Linked DNA regions of Mus musculus: region 1 is linked to region 2. A link is a contact called in public HiChIP or PLAC-seq data. All regions are on one chromosome and are shown on one strand. Each heading gives the region's core, a stretch centred on a gene start, on an enhancer-like site or on the middle of the called end of the contact. The rest is flanking DNA. Distances are from core to core; before and after follow the strand shown. Region 1 overlaps Rpf2 (ribosome production factor 2 homolog). Region 2 overlaps Fyn (Fyn proto-oncogene).

What was found. HiChIP or PLAC-seq counts read pairs in DNA pulled down with a chosen protein or histone mark.
Region 1: a contact with region 2 is called in an H3K27ac HiChIP or PLAC-seq map of T-cell acute lymphoblastic leukemia, with 6 times the contacts expected there. The contact joins two enhancer-like sites. A contact is called at or near these places in 1 of 15 datasets of contacts at CTCF or cohesin (embryonic stem cells), 1 of 484 Hi-C or Micro-C datasets (the N1E-115 cell line) and 1 of 115 datasets of contacts at active chromatin or transcription factors (T-cell acute lymphoblastic leukemia).

What each region holds. Positions count from the first base shown.
Region 1 is chr10:40,216,465-40,223,634 of GRCm38.p6, forward strand. Rpf2 (ribosome production factor 2 homolog) reads right to left here. Exons shown (of 10, transcript NM_023323.3): 10 at 6,782-7,170. Among named protein-coding and RNA genes, the nearest start is that of Rpf2, 27 kb to the right of the region's middle. Within about 2 kb of position 2,932, at least 16 of the 459 cell types and tissues checked have an H3K27ac peak or open chromatin away from gene starts, as enhancers often do. A contact at or near this core is called in T-cell acute lymphoblastic leukemia, where this site is marked.
Region 2 is chr10:39,514,418-39,521,533 of GRCm38.p6, forward strand. Fyn (Fyn proto-oncogene) reads left to right here. Exons shown (of 14, transcript NM_001122893.1): 5 at 1,156-1,252. Among named protein-coding and RNA genes, the nearest start is that of Gm40627, 72 kb to the right of the region's middle. Within about 2 kb of position 4,679, at least 46 of the 459 cell types and tissues checked have an H3K27ac peak or open chromatin away from gene starts, as enhancers often do. A contact at or near this core is called in T-cell acute lymphoblastic leukemia, where this site is marked.

The DNA.
Region 1 (7,170 bases), core at 1,682-4,181, 700 kb after region 2:
TCCCAGCAACCACATGGTGGCTCACAACTATCCGTAACAAGATCTGACTCCCTCTTCTGGTGTCTGAAGACAGCTACAGTGTACTTACATATAATAAATAAATAAATCTAAAAAAAAAAAAAAAAAAAAAAGAAGGAATTTATTCAGAGGTTTCTGTTCAAGGTCATTTGCCCTCCTGAGGGGCCTGGGTGGACCAGTGTGTCATGGTGGGAACATATGATGGAGACCTATTCATTTTATGGTACCCAGGCAACAAAAGAGAGAAAGAGGGAAAGTCAGGGTCTCAATATCCCCTTCAATGGCTTGACTTCCCTCCGCTAGGGCTCTTAAAGGCTCACCTTGCTACATCCACTCCAGTAGTGACTCCCATTACAGGTTTAGAAACCTGGAAGCAGTCCTGAGGCAGAGTTTCAAGGAAACAGCCTCCTGGAACCTTCGCATTCCCATAGCTAGAATGTCCCAGATTTGTCCCTGCAATATTGTGGAGGGTCTTGCATGCTTTCTTACAGTATTTTACTGGATAAGAGTTAGAAATCTCAGGGCAAGCTTAGCAAAGTATACTTAGAATCTTCATTACAGCCAGGTATAGCAGAATACATTGCATATTAGAAGCAAGTTGGTGAATTCTTCTGACAAATGGAAATTCCCTACAGATACTTAAAAGAACAGCCAACTTACACTCATGCAAGAATTTACCAAGGCCTAGGAAATAGGGGGTTGTGGTATTGCATTATTCATGAGAAGGTCGACTAGAGCAGAACCCCCTAGTGCTAGCTTTCACAAGGCTCAAAGGAATAGCACAAATTGTGACTAGGGTGTGAAATCCTTACCTGTCATGAGCTGACTCTAGGCAGGGCTGTTTTATCTTTACTGTAAACATTACCTGGTTCCTGTCAGTTCTTTGAAGTCATTCCTCTGTTTTCTGTCAGATACTTCAGTGTACTTTGCCTGTTGTGACATCCTACCCCTTTGTTTTCTGTATTATATAAGACTGGTGTTCGCCTTGTGACATTACATTCAGATTCATCACATTCTCTCATGTGTCTGTGTCTGTCTGTCAATGTTCGCCAATTCCATGTCCACCTGCCAGAACCCCTGATTCCCACGGATTGAGGTGGGCTGACTGAGCTCGGTCTGTGGCATCACCTCTCACCCCTCACAGGTTCACCTTTCACCTCTCACCCCTCACAGGTTCACCTTTCACCTCTCACCCCTCACAGGCTCACCTATCACCTTTCACTTCCTATGAGCTCCATCCACCACTTTCCATGGGATGGGACCACATCCCCAAACACGTAAGCCTTTGGGAGATGTTCCAGATTTCAAATGATAGCAAAGGAAGGGATAATGAAAAGGTTATAACAATGCTATAAAATTGATCATAGAGGTTGGATTGGAGGATCAGCAGATGAGCACTTACTGATCTTCTAGAGGGCCCAAGGTTTGGTTTTCAGCACCTACATGGTACTCAGCCATCTGTAACTCCAGTCTGAGGAGATCCAATGCCTCCTCTGTCCTCCAAATCAACTGCACAAATGTGGTGCACAGACATACATTCAGTCAAACTGCCCATACACATAGAATAAACTAATTTTGTTATTATTGTTGGTTTTTTTTTTTTTTTTTTGAGACAGTGTTTTATTGTGTAACTTTAGCTCTGTAGACCAGGCTGGTCTCTAACTCATAGAGATCCACCTGCCTCTGCCTTCTGAGTGCCAGGATTAAAGGAGTACACCATGCCGGGCAGTGGTGGCACACACCTTTAATCCCAGCAGAGGCAGGCAGATTTCTGAGTTTGAGGCTAGCCTGGTCTACAAAGTGAGTTCCAGGACAGCCAGGGCTACTTGGAGAAACCCTGTCTCCAAAAACATTAAAAAAAAAAAAAGAAAAAGAAAGAAAGAAAGAAAGAAAGAAAGAAAGAAAGAAAGAAAGGGAAAAAAAGGAGTACACCACCATGCATCGCTCAATTAAAAGAAGAGGAGGAGGAAGGGGAAGAAGAGGAAGATGAGGAAGAGAAGTAAATACATTTTTAAAAACCAATTATGGCAAAAATTCTGCAATTCTGCAAATATAGTACATGCTACCAAACTATACACTTTTAGTGGATGAATTGTGTGCTATGAAAGTTATAGACTGATAAAGACATTTTAAACATTAAACACTTTTTAAAAACTCAAATAGTATTTTACAAAAATATTGTGATTAACCCTTGTACTGAAACCAAAGAGTGTCCCTGCCAATATCCTAAAGAGGTTCCTGTAAGCTGGGCAGGCAGCGGTGGCGCACGCCTTTAATCCCAGCACTTGGGAGGCAGAGGCGGGCAGATTTCTGAGTTTAAGGCCAGCCTGGTCTACAGAGTGAGTTCCAGGACAGCCAGGGCTACACAGAGAAACCCTGTCTCAAAAAACAAAAAACAAAACAAAACAAAACAAAACGAGGTTCCTGTAAACTTAGGAAAGAGAGTCCCAATGACAACGTATCAGGAAATACAGCAGTAACTTAACCAGAGGCCTCCTTAGAGTGTCTGTTGCTTCCCCACTGCAGGCAAAAACACCAAAGAAACACTTTCTGCCCAGGAAGGCAGCAGATGGTTACGCCAGGTGGCCCATATTCACCACAGCAGCAACAGCAGCTGTCCATAAATTAGCTCTTGGCTGTAGAGATATAACTCTGTCTCTGTCTGTCTATCTGTCTCTCTGCATGGCTCAGCCCTTTTTAAAGTCCACACCTAAGTGGTTTCTGTAACAATCACAGCTGTGCAGCTCTCAACAGTAATTTTTAGAATATTTTTATCCCCAAAGAAATCTTGTGCTTGGTTGTCTTTTTGTAGAAATTGAGGACCTGGGGGTTGGGGGAGGGGAGTGGAACGCTGAAGGAACAGGTTAGACCATCCCTTCCCCCACCCCACCTCACCCCACCTCACCCCACACCACCCCTGAGGTGACTGGGCCACCGCCTGAGGAACCCCTGCAGTGTTATTTAGTTCTGGCTGTGACATACATCTCTCTTGACAAAGAATCTGTCAGCTAAGTCCCACTTCCTCGGAATTCTAATTCTACATTTTACACAAAAAGAAACCAGTAAAGACATGCTTGAGTTAATAGGCCTTGCAGTCATACAACTTGACAGTTTTGTATTTTGATCAGACAACTACAGACACATACAGGCATGCACTAGGGCCAAGGAAGAACAAAGTGACATGGCTGCCTGCCTGAGTGCTGGGATTAAACAAAATAACCAATCTGTCATATTACTCCTATAGTCCTCTGCTGTTTAATAATGGGACATGTTCTGAAGCATGCTCTTAGGTAATTTTTTTTGCAAATATCATAGCACACATACATAGAAGCCTGAATTGAAGGCTAGATAATATCATCCTATGGGACTGCTGTTGTGTGTCCTATTATTGGATGATCTACCATCAAAGCAAGCCTTGCTTAGTGTCCATTGGGGGGTTCTGTTGTTGCTGCTGGGTTTAGGGTGTGTGTTCATTTGTGTGTGTATGTGTGTACGTGTAGTCAAGAGGTCAACCAGGTATTGTCCCTCAGGAGTGCTCCACCTTAATTTTTGCTTTTTCTGAGTCTGGGTCTATGTCATCCTCTGACTGTCCTGAAACTTACCATACAGACATGGATGGCCCCAAACTCAAGAAATCAAACTGCCCATGCTTCCCAACTTCTGGGATTAGAGTCATATGCCGTCACACCTGGCTCCCACCTCAGCTTTTGAGATGGAATCTCCCACTGGGGTCTGGGGCTCAGTGTGTAGGCTAGGCTGGCTAGGCAGCAAGCTCCTGGAGCTGCTTGCCTCTGCTTCTGCTTCTGCCTCTGCCTCCTCCCTAGGATTACAGACAAGCAGCAACATGACCAGCTTTTCATATGGGTAATGGAAACTAATTCAAGTCCCTAGATGCTACATACTTGTCAGACTAAGCTTTCTGCCAAGCCCCCTCATTTGTTTTGGAGACAAGGTCTCACTTCTGTAGCTCAGGCAGGCCTTGAACTCGTGACATTCCTCATACCTCAGTTCCCAAGTATACTGAGAAGCATAAGCCTTCGAGAAAACGGCTGTAAAGCTGTGGTCTCAACACCACGTCATCGAGTGGCGTTGCCTATGGATTTGTGCTCTTTACTTGGGTTTGTGGTTTTTTAAACTTTAGCTTTGCTCTCAGAGACTGAAAGGCTGTATGTATTAGGGCCATGGAACCAGATAGGGAATTACTGCACAAATCTTCAAAGGCTATTTTGATTGCCCATTTACACAGGAGCGTGTTTCTATGGTCACCTTCAGTATCTGACAAGCAAAGGGACTCCCGAGGTCAAGCACAGTCAGCCTCATCTTGGCTCTGACTCTGGTTAGCAAGAGAAAGTTCACAGAGGGCAACACAGCCTTCAGCATTTCTGCCCTGCAGCTGAGCAACCACAAACATAAGCTTAAGTAAGGGACTGCTTGACCCAGAACTGAAAATAAGCACCTTCGTGTCACGTGTGCACATGTATACACACACACACACACACACACACACACACACACACACTTTTTTGTTTGGGTTTTGAAGACAGGGTCTTGTTCTGTAACTCCAGCTGACTGGAATTTGCTGTGTAGACCAGGCTGGCCTTAAACTTGTACCGATTAGCCCTTTCTTCTCCCATGCTTGGTTTACAGCTATCAGCTCCCACACCCAGTTGCTTTTTTGTTTTTCTTTTAGGGTGCTCAGTTTTGGGCTTCACAACAGAATCAACTTACTCGACTGATGAGTTTCTTGGGCCAGAGAGGCTGTTCAGTGGTTAGAGCAAACTGCTCTTCCAGAGGACCCAAGTTCAGCACTGGTACCCCTTTCCAGCAGCTCTCAAACACCTACAACTCTAAGAGATCTAACATTTTTTGGCCTCCACAGGTCCTTGCACTCCTGTGAACAGCCATATACATAATTTAAAAAAAAAAAATGCCCAGGCGGGGTGGTACACACCACAGCACTGGAGCCAGAGGCAAGTGGATCTCAAAATGAGCAAATCCTTTTAAAGGCGCAGGGCCAGGGATGGACGACACCTCCTTTGCTAAGGACTAACCTGAGGAGCCTGTTTGCTGCTCCATGAAAAGAGATGTATAATACTAGGAGGGCCGAGCATGCCTTCTATTTCCTCAGACAGATGGGGCTGGTCTCTAAGGGATTAATAGACTCTTCTGTCTACAAAACCTTGGGCTCTCCACGCAGACTTGAGCTCTGAAAGGCTACCTAGTTCCTGATGTGCCTTTCACCAGAACTCACCAATTCTGAGCTCTACTCTGCTTCAATCTACCCTTTAAATTCTTTTGTGAGCTGAGTAAGACAGGTAGTGGTGGCACACACCTTTAATCTCAGCAGAGGTAGGTGGATCTCTGTGAAATCATCTTGGGACTATATTGGGAGTTCCAGGACAGACAGCCAGGGACACACAGAAAAACCCTGTCTGGGTTTGGGAGGTGGGAGGTGGGTGTAGAATTTTCTTGTGGGCTGGGAATGTAGCTCAGTGGTAAGGCCCTAGCACAGCATACAAAGCTTCAGTTAATAGTTCAGGACTGCATCTAGGACCACACTATCACTTTCAAAGACCTGTATTTTAAACCATGAGTCTTACTTTTGTCTTTTGAGATGTACAACCAATACAACTCAAGTAAACCTTCTAATTAGCAGGAGCTCTAGCAAAACGGTAAGACTAAAACCAAAGGTCAAGTTCTAGTAGACGTCCTGGGAAACAGCACACATTCCCAGGAGGTTCTTCCTGAAGCAATACACATATAGCTCCCACTTCTTCCCAATAGCTAACGTGACACAAGGACTACCACAGAAGTCAGAGCTGGTACACTCTGGATCTTAACACAAACCTGTTACACACTAGAAAGTACACCTGCCTTTTCCTACCCTCCACTTTCAACAATGCACGGGGCCATTTCCTACTTCAGTAATGTATGGCTTTCCTCAATTCCACTCTATAAAGACCAGGCCAACCATGAAGGCCAGGTGTACTCTAAGGCCCCCAGTGGTACCATGATAACCCCAAGGACAAACTGGCCATTGACTGGCATCTTACACAAGGCAGTAGCTTCCTAAAAATACAGCATGCTTACAACTGTAGAGCAGTAGTGGCCCAGGGTTATGAAGGGTGGAGCTTCAACCCGGGGGAAACCTTTAACATAAGGATGGCAGGAGTTGGCTACCTCCTCCTGCTCCCAACCTCGAACCATAAAGGTGTCACTCTGACCTTATAAGGCTCCACCCATCCCACCCCGCAACAACCTACAGACGTTTCCTCCTTGCTTGGCCAATGGTAAGTGGCCACACAAATATTTCCCCATAGACCCTGGCCACCTCCCCAAGTACATAAATACCCCACCCACCCACTCAGATAACCCAAACCAGTTCTCTGCAGCTGTTCCCAGGTGTGCTCATTGCCCCCACACTCACTGCCTACTTAGATCCTGCATTGCACACACCCTCACCTAGCTAAGTGGACTCAGGTGGTGTACGACCAGTAGAGAATTACCAGTTCCTAACGAGTCCCATCACTTACCAGAGTAGTAAGTCCCCTCTCAGGAAAATCCCCTCCCATGAATCTGTTAACGCTCCCCTCATGTGTTCATATTCCGACTCCAGCTCTCTCCTCTCATCACCAGAGCTACTGTGCCCAGCCCCACCCAATCCACCAGTGTCCTGGTCCCCTCATTCTCACACACAGGCAGAACTTAGGGAGAGCTATCACACCCAGGCATGAAGGTCACACTGGGTAAAAAGCCTTGTTTTAAACTCGTAGTATGTTATTTGTTCATAAAAATAGGTAATAAACTAGGCTAACAGGATGGTTCAGTGGATAAAGGCACTTCCCATAGTAGGAGTCTGACACACTGAGGTATCATTTAATCCCCACAGGGTATAACCGACTCCATAATGTCTTTTGGCCACACCCACACTGTGACATACATGTGCACACACAAATCAATTTTAAAAATTAAAAACAGTGAGAGCTGGGGTGAGTATGATCCAAACACAAGTTTCAATTTTTTTAAAAAAAGTTTACGTAATAAATAATGTTATAGACACATACAATATGCTGTATATGGTGGTACCTGCCTATAATCACAGCACGTGGAAGGCTGAGACCAGCCCGGGCTATAGTGTGAAATTTTGTTACA
Region 2 (7,116 bases), core at 3,429-5,928:
TGGGAGAGGGGAAGCCAGGTGGTGATAAGCCATCACACTGGGAAATGTGCCGAAATTAAAACAAGAAGCCAAATTACAGAGAAATTCAAAGCTCCCATTAGGTATCACATCCTGTGTAACAACCACAAAATTAACAGCTTAAACAGCACATACATTTATGATCTATATCTATTACCTGCGTTCTGTGGGTCTGAATCTGGAAGGGAGAGCCCGGTTAGAGGCTGTAGGCATGAGTGGCAGAATCAGGTCCCTGGCCAGGGTTAGCCAGTCTGTCATCATGCTGGCGTGACACCCTCCTTAAGGTAGTGTGGAAGTAGAGAAGTCACCTTCTTCTGAAACATGTGTCACACTGGGGACATCTGTCCCCTTTGTACACTGTGTTAAGTAAATCAAGTTGTTATGTTCCTAAGGAAGAGTGTGCTGAACAAGGGCATGAGAACCAGGCAGGAGTCACTGTGCTCTGTCTACTGCATGGGGCAAGCCCTAGACTGAGTGGAATGCTGGGCTGATTTTTGCTGTTGGAACTTCTGGGATGTGGGACAGTCCATGGGAGTCGGCAGGTGAGAGAACCTAAGATGGACGTGAGGATGAGGGAGTAGCCAGAGTGAGAGAAGTAAATGCAAGGCAGAGGAAGAACCAAGGGGGCAGGAAGTAGCAACAGCAAGACCCCGGAACTGACAACCATGACCACAGCTGCGGGTGGGGGCCAAGGGCACTGCATCTCCCACCTGGGGTGAGCATTGCAGAGACGACTCGATGTCCCCGAGCCACAGAACAAGTCTCTTCCATTCACTGCTACCTTGTGCTAGGGATGGAAGAGTGATCCATTTACCCAGACCTTAGCTCAACCTTCAGGGAAACACGTGGGGGATAAAGTAGGCCAGTACTTGCCACAGATTGATGTCAGTCAGAGCCTTGTCTCTTACTCAGTGCTCATCCAGAGTCAACGTCCGTCAGCTCTAGGGTTTTGTCATAAAGCCTCCTCTATACAGACCACATTATAAAGCCAGCCATGTGACTATGACCATATTAATTACAATGCCTCAATATGTTTATTAATGCTAAGTGTAGATTTTTAAGGATGAGACTTTAACAAAAATGTGATTTCTTAGTATCAATTCCCTGTGTAATAGTCTCCGCTCTTTTTTTTGGCAGGAGTGACACTGTTTGTGGCGCTTTATGACTATGAAGCACGGACGGAAGATGACCTGAGTTTTCACAAAGGAGAAAAATTTCAAATATTGAACAGCTCGTAAGTTTGGGGTGGAGCACACATGCTCTTTGGTTTGGGGGAAAGGTTCTCACAGCAAATGCATGTGCTATCTGAAAGTAAGGAAAGAATGCCTTCTGCACTCACTAGCTCATGGCATTCGAGCCTGAGCGAACTGAGGACAAAGTGCAATACTACATGGTACTAAGTGCTAAAGAGGGCACCAGAGTCCTTTTAGAGCCTACTTCTTAAGTGTGCACGCGAGAGAGCAAGCTTCTGTGTGTGTGTGTGTGTGTGTTGCAAGGTCAGAGGAAGCAATCGGGTGTCCACCTCCGTCACTTTGAGGCAGCGTCTCTCCTTGATCCTGGAGCACCTAGGTTTCAGCTCGGCTGGCAGCCAGCAAGCTTAGCAGTGGCCTCCCCCCCTCCCCCGCCCCACACCCCCCTCGGCCAGCACTGCAGTTACAGGCTTGTGAGAGACACGCTGCTGGGATGCAGACTTGTGAGCGAGCACTCTTAACCACTGAGCATCTCTCTAGCATCTCTCTAACCCCAGGGTCCGTGCGTTTGCATCTCAGTAAAGAACATAAAGCAGCCGTGCCCATCCCCGGGAAAAGCCGCATTCTCAGATGACTGGCGCACGGCTTGGGTGCCAGCCACGTGCTCTCTGCTCTGAGCTGCTCTCCATTATTCAGGTGTGGGCATTGTCAGAGGCCTCGCCCTTCAGGCCAGCAACCAGATCCCCCCATCTTCACAACTGTGAAGCCTGTTGAGGTGGTTTCCTGAGGGAAAATATGGGAGTGTCTGTGCTCTTAAGAAGAAAGCAGAGGCCTTTCACCGACTTGAGAATGTGACCACCAGGAACAACTGTCACCAGGGAGCAGGCAAACTTAGGGTAAAGGTTAACACCCTTTTCAAGCCCCACAGTTAGCACCTGTGGAGGAAAAGCAGTTGTGCCTCTGCTTTCTGTCAGTGCCAGAGCATCACCTCCCTCAGCATGCATAGATGAGAGAACGGAAGGAAAATCCACTCCCAAGGAGATGGTACTGTCGTGCCTCAGCACCTCAAGTGTGTTGATGAGTGCTCCCCACTCATGGGCAAAGACTGCCACCTGGGACGAGGCACCTGGGGTGAGGTGGGGTGGGCGCTGCTCTTGCTAAGAAGTCTGATTGCGATTTCTCTGGCTGAATTTCAAGGCAGTTGAATGGCTTGAAGCTTGGCCCTTCTGCCCCCCCCCCAAAAAAAAAGAGGAACCTAGGGGTTGAGGTAAGAGGTAACACATACTGGAAAGAGGAGGGTGTGGCAATGGAGAACCCCCTGTAACCTCAAGAGTGTCTCCATGGGAGGCCTGCCCTTCTCCAGGGTGCCCCTGGCTCTCAGCACTGCACGGAGAACATTTTCAACAGCAAGACCCCATGCCTCCAGACACACTAGTAACTCTTCTAAATGCCAGCAGGCACTGTCTGCATAAAGCAGGAGGCTTAAAATTAGGAGCAGTTGTCAACACCAGAAGAGAGGTGGCTGTGTTTTGGTGTTTTAATTTATTGAAATGCATGGCAAAGGTGTGTATAACCACGCCTGGTGCTGGTTGGGCAGCAGTGTATATGCTGACTTACTGTTTCGTAACCTCACATTTAAAAATACAAAAAGTGATACATTGATGTTACATGTATTTTACCACAAATTTCAAGGACAGAATTTACTGTATTCTCACATACTAAGCATGTCCGTGCAGCCAGAATTACCTCCCCCTCCACCCCCAGAGAGCTCCTGCAGGCACAGGGGTTTTTAAAATAGTAAATGGCTGCCATTTATTGAAAGTGCCGTATGCACTGACCATGTCATTGCTGTCGCTGATCCTTCACAACAGCTGTCTGAAGTATGTGCCGTGACATCTGAGAGCACGGGTTAGGGAGCTGCCCAGTGCACCGTCCTGGCAGGTGGCAAAGCCCAGGGTGAGATGTGGGGCTGAGAATTCAGAGTGTGGTGTCAGGTGTGACCTGGGAAAAGCCCAGATGCTGCCATCAAAGGCAGCTGGAGTGTCTTAAGTGACGGTGGGAATGGAGGGAGGTGGCTGCAGCGTTGGAGAGAGGGGCGTTTGCCTTTGATCTCTTCCCGTTTATGATTGCTTATTGTTAGTTTGAGTCTCAGATGAGCGCTGCTTGTCAGAGTCTATTGACTGGGTTTTGTGTAAAGCTCCCCAGTGGGTACAATGTCCTTTAACTGACAAGGTCACTAGAAGTTTGAAACTCTGTAGGCCCTAGGAAGTAAGAAGTAGAGGGGTAGAAAAAGGCACATACAATTCTGGGCACCTGTGCACACTCCCGACATAGGCCTGTTTTGAGGTTGCAGCCATGGCCCAGTTAGTCACTGGCAAAGTCAAGTCCCTGTCATTGTCCTTTGTTATGGAGGAGTCTACACAGTCAACATGGAGGAGTCTACACAGTCAATAAAGCGGATTTTAGAGGAATGTTTAGGGGATGCAGCCTATCTCACTGTGCATTTTATTTGACTGCATAGCTTTTAACGGTTGCAGAGTTCTCTGGTCCTCTGACCCTGTTCTCCTAGAAGAGAACATTGCTAAGGGACTTTTCCTTTAAGGATAAAATTCTTTGTCCTACATGGTATTTAAGTGCCCCTTTTCACGGTTATGGAAAAGAAAAGTAAGGTTTGTACAGCAAAACGATATCCTGGAGTCAAGGGTAATAACAGGGAAGGGAATACAGAGCAAAAGACAGAGCAGATGGTGTGAAGGCCTCCCTCCCTCCCTCCACCACCACCAGCCCTGACAGGAGAGGAATGGGGCTCTGTCCTCCCCGGGGCAGCTGCCCCCCCATGTGTTCCTTCTGACTACCCCTCCCATCAGGACGTGCTCAGAAGGCTCCTCCCAGTGCACACAGGGTTGGAGGGGTCCTCGCTGACCCGTTGGGAGTTCTCAGTAGTAAAAGGCTTGCGTTCACAGCACTGTAAGTTCACCTTCTCTCCCCACCCCCGTTCTCACACTTTGTAACTGGTGATTTACCCACCTTGAAACAGCATGTCCTTAAAATGCAGTGGGTGTTTTACATAGGTGCAATCATGGCCTGACCCAGGACCTACTGAAAGCTAGTTTCTGTCATAATCAGGAAAAAAAAAAATTGGTTTGATTTTTTTTTTTTTTTTAATAAGTTTGGTGGTTTGGTTTGGTGTTCAAAACAGGGTTTCTCTGTGTAGTCTTGGCTGACCTGGAACTCACTCTGTAGACAAGGCTTGTGTCCAACCCAGAGGTCCTCCTGTCTCTGCCTCCCCAGTGCTTGAGATTAAAGGCATGTGCCACCACCACCCAGCTGGGGAAAAAAAAAGTTTGTATTACCCAGACATGTGATAAAAGTAGTTTCAAGAGTCTTATCTTTGAGTAAGAAGTACAGCTGTGGAATGCAGGAAGAATCCAGTATCCCTGGCTGGCCAGACAGCTCAAGGCTGGCTGCTCTTGGCAAAGCCACTTCCTGCCTCCATCTGATCTCCAAAGTATCTGGACTTCCAGCACCTGAAGCCGCAGCCCTGTGAGGGACTTGAGGATTAAAGACGGGATGGAAGAACAGAGTCTGTTACAAAAACTTAGAAGCCATTCTCAACCAGTGTCGGATTAAATCACGGGTTTGGGTCAGACAATAAGACAGTATCTTACCAGGTACGAGTGAATTAAAAAGCTGAACTGTAAGAACAGTTTAAAGAACTGCAGCTTTATAGGCTGGAGAGACAGCTCAGCAGCTCAGGCCAGGGAACCTACTACAGTTCCCAGCAGCTCAGGCCTGGGAATCTAGTCCAGACCCCAGCAGTCAGTCCTAGGAACCTTGTCTAGTCCGCAGAAAGCTGAGTGTGGCAGGCAGCACTACTTGTAACCCATTCCTGGGAAAGCAGACAGACAGGAGGAGTCACTGCTCACCCAGTCTCGCTAAATGAGCTAGCTGCAGGTTCAGTGAGAGTGAGAGTCCCTTTCTCAAAAACAAAGAAGAGAATAACTGAGAAAGATGCCCATGTAGTCCTCTGGCCTCTGTAGACATGCAAACACACTGGCAAGAATACCTGAACAGCATGCATCACACACACACACACACACACACACACACACACACACACACACACACACACACACACACACACAGGCACAGATTTTCAAATGCTGATTAACTACAGTAGCTCAAGTCAAGAATAAGGGTCCTGGGCTGGAGAGACGGCTCAACCGTTAAAGGCTAGGCTCACAACCAAAAATATAAGTGTAAGGGTCCTGTTAGAGATCCCGCTCCAAACCAACACTGTGTGCAGGACTGTGGAGGTGAATGGGTGCTGCCAGTGAATTAAATAGTTTTTGCTTGTTTATTTACCTAACAGCTTGTAGTAGATATTTTGAGTCTAGGACCAGTGAGAATAGAGTGTGAGAAAAATGCCACAAGATGTGACATTTGCCTTATAATGTGTGACTGTTTGTCATTTGTGTGTCACTCTTGTGAGGGGGAAAAATGGCCCAGAAACGTTAAGTCCAGAGTGGTGCTATCTTTCTTCTGAACAACTGTTACATTCTAATGTGTGTAAACTTATTTAGATGGCTACACCAAAACAAGACAGCTGATACTAACTTAAATTGGAAATTGCCTCATTAGTGAGTCAATTCATGATTACTCAGTCACCTGAGTAAGACTGGGCTTGTCCCCGATTGCAGCAAGATCCCCCAACATCCTGACATCACCTGAAATTGGTGCTCGCTCTTTTTCACTTTGATTTAACTAGAAGTAACTTGATGAAGGTTAGCATGCGTTAGGAGACAAGCCTGGGCTGCCAGCTCTTCATTCTTCTTCACTGTCTGGAGCGGTTCCCAGGCTGGGAGCAGTGAAGGTTGGTTGCTGTGAAGAGCCAGTGGGTGATCTTTATGTTTTTCAATGATGAAATGTCTCCATCTAGTGGAATTTCAGAGCAGTAAACACTCACTATTAAAATGAAGGTAAAGCCTTTTTCTTAAACACATGGTGGTCAGTATAACTTCCAATATGCATTTAGATGCTAGACTTACAACTACATATATTTCTGTGGGGCTAGAAATGGGAACAGTGCTGACTTAAAATGTTAACTTGGTTTTCTCCTTGGGGGTGGGGATGGGCTCCTGGCCTTGTGTGCACTAGGCAGGCACGCGGCCACAAAGCATCTACGTCATGAGATGTACAAGGCAGAGGCACACATGCACACATGCACGAATGGTAGCTAAGAGAGATGTTCACTTGACAAAGGACATGGCTCTCCTTGGGGGAGTTTTGTCTATGTAAATTCTTTGATGTGTATAAATATTTCAAATAAGAATATGGACACAATGTGATTATAATTAAACAGTTTTCTGGGTAAGAGAACTACAGTATCACTCTCATGGTTGATCTGTTAGTTTAATAAGGTTAAAAAGGAAAGATGCTAGGAGTTTCTTTGTTTGTTTGTTGTCTCACTATGTAGCCCTGACTGTCCTGGATCCCACTTTGTAGACCAGGCTGGCTTTGAACTCATTGAGATTCACCTGGCTCTATTTCCAAGTGCTTGGACTAAATGTGTGCTCTAACACCCCTAACCAAGAAATAGGTTTTATAATCCCTCAAAATTAGAGAGATAGCTCAGGAGTTAAGAGTGTGCTGCCAGCACCCACATCAATAAGCTCATAACCATCTGTAGCTCCAGCAGGATAGAGGTCTCTGGTATCCAAGGGCACCTCCACTCCTCTGCACATTACTGCATAGAGAGGCACACATGCCTACACATAATTTTTTAATATAATTTTTTAAAACTTATATTAGCACTTTGGGTGTGTGTGTGTGTATGTGTGTGTTTTCTACTGTTATTTATCTCATAGCCACACCCACTTGGATGAGTTCCCATTTTATTCTTTTATTC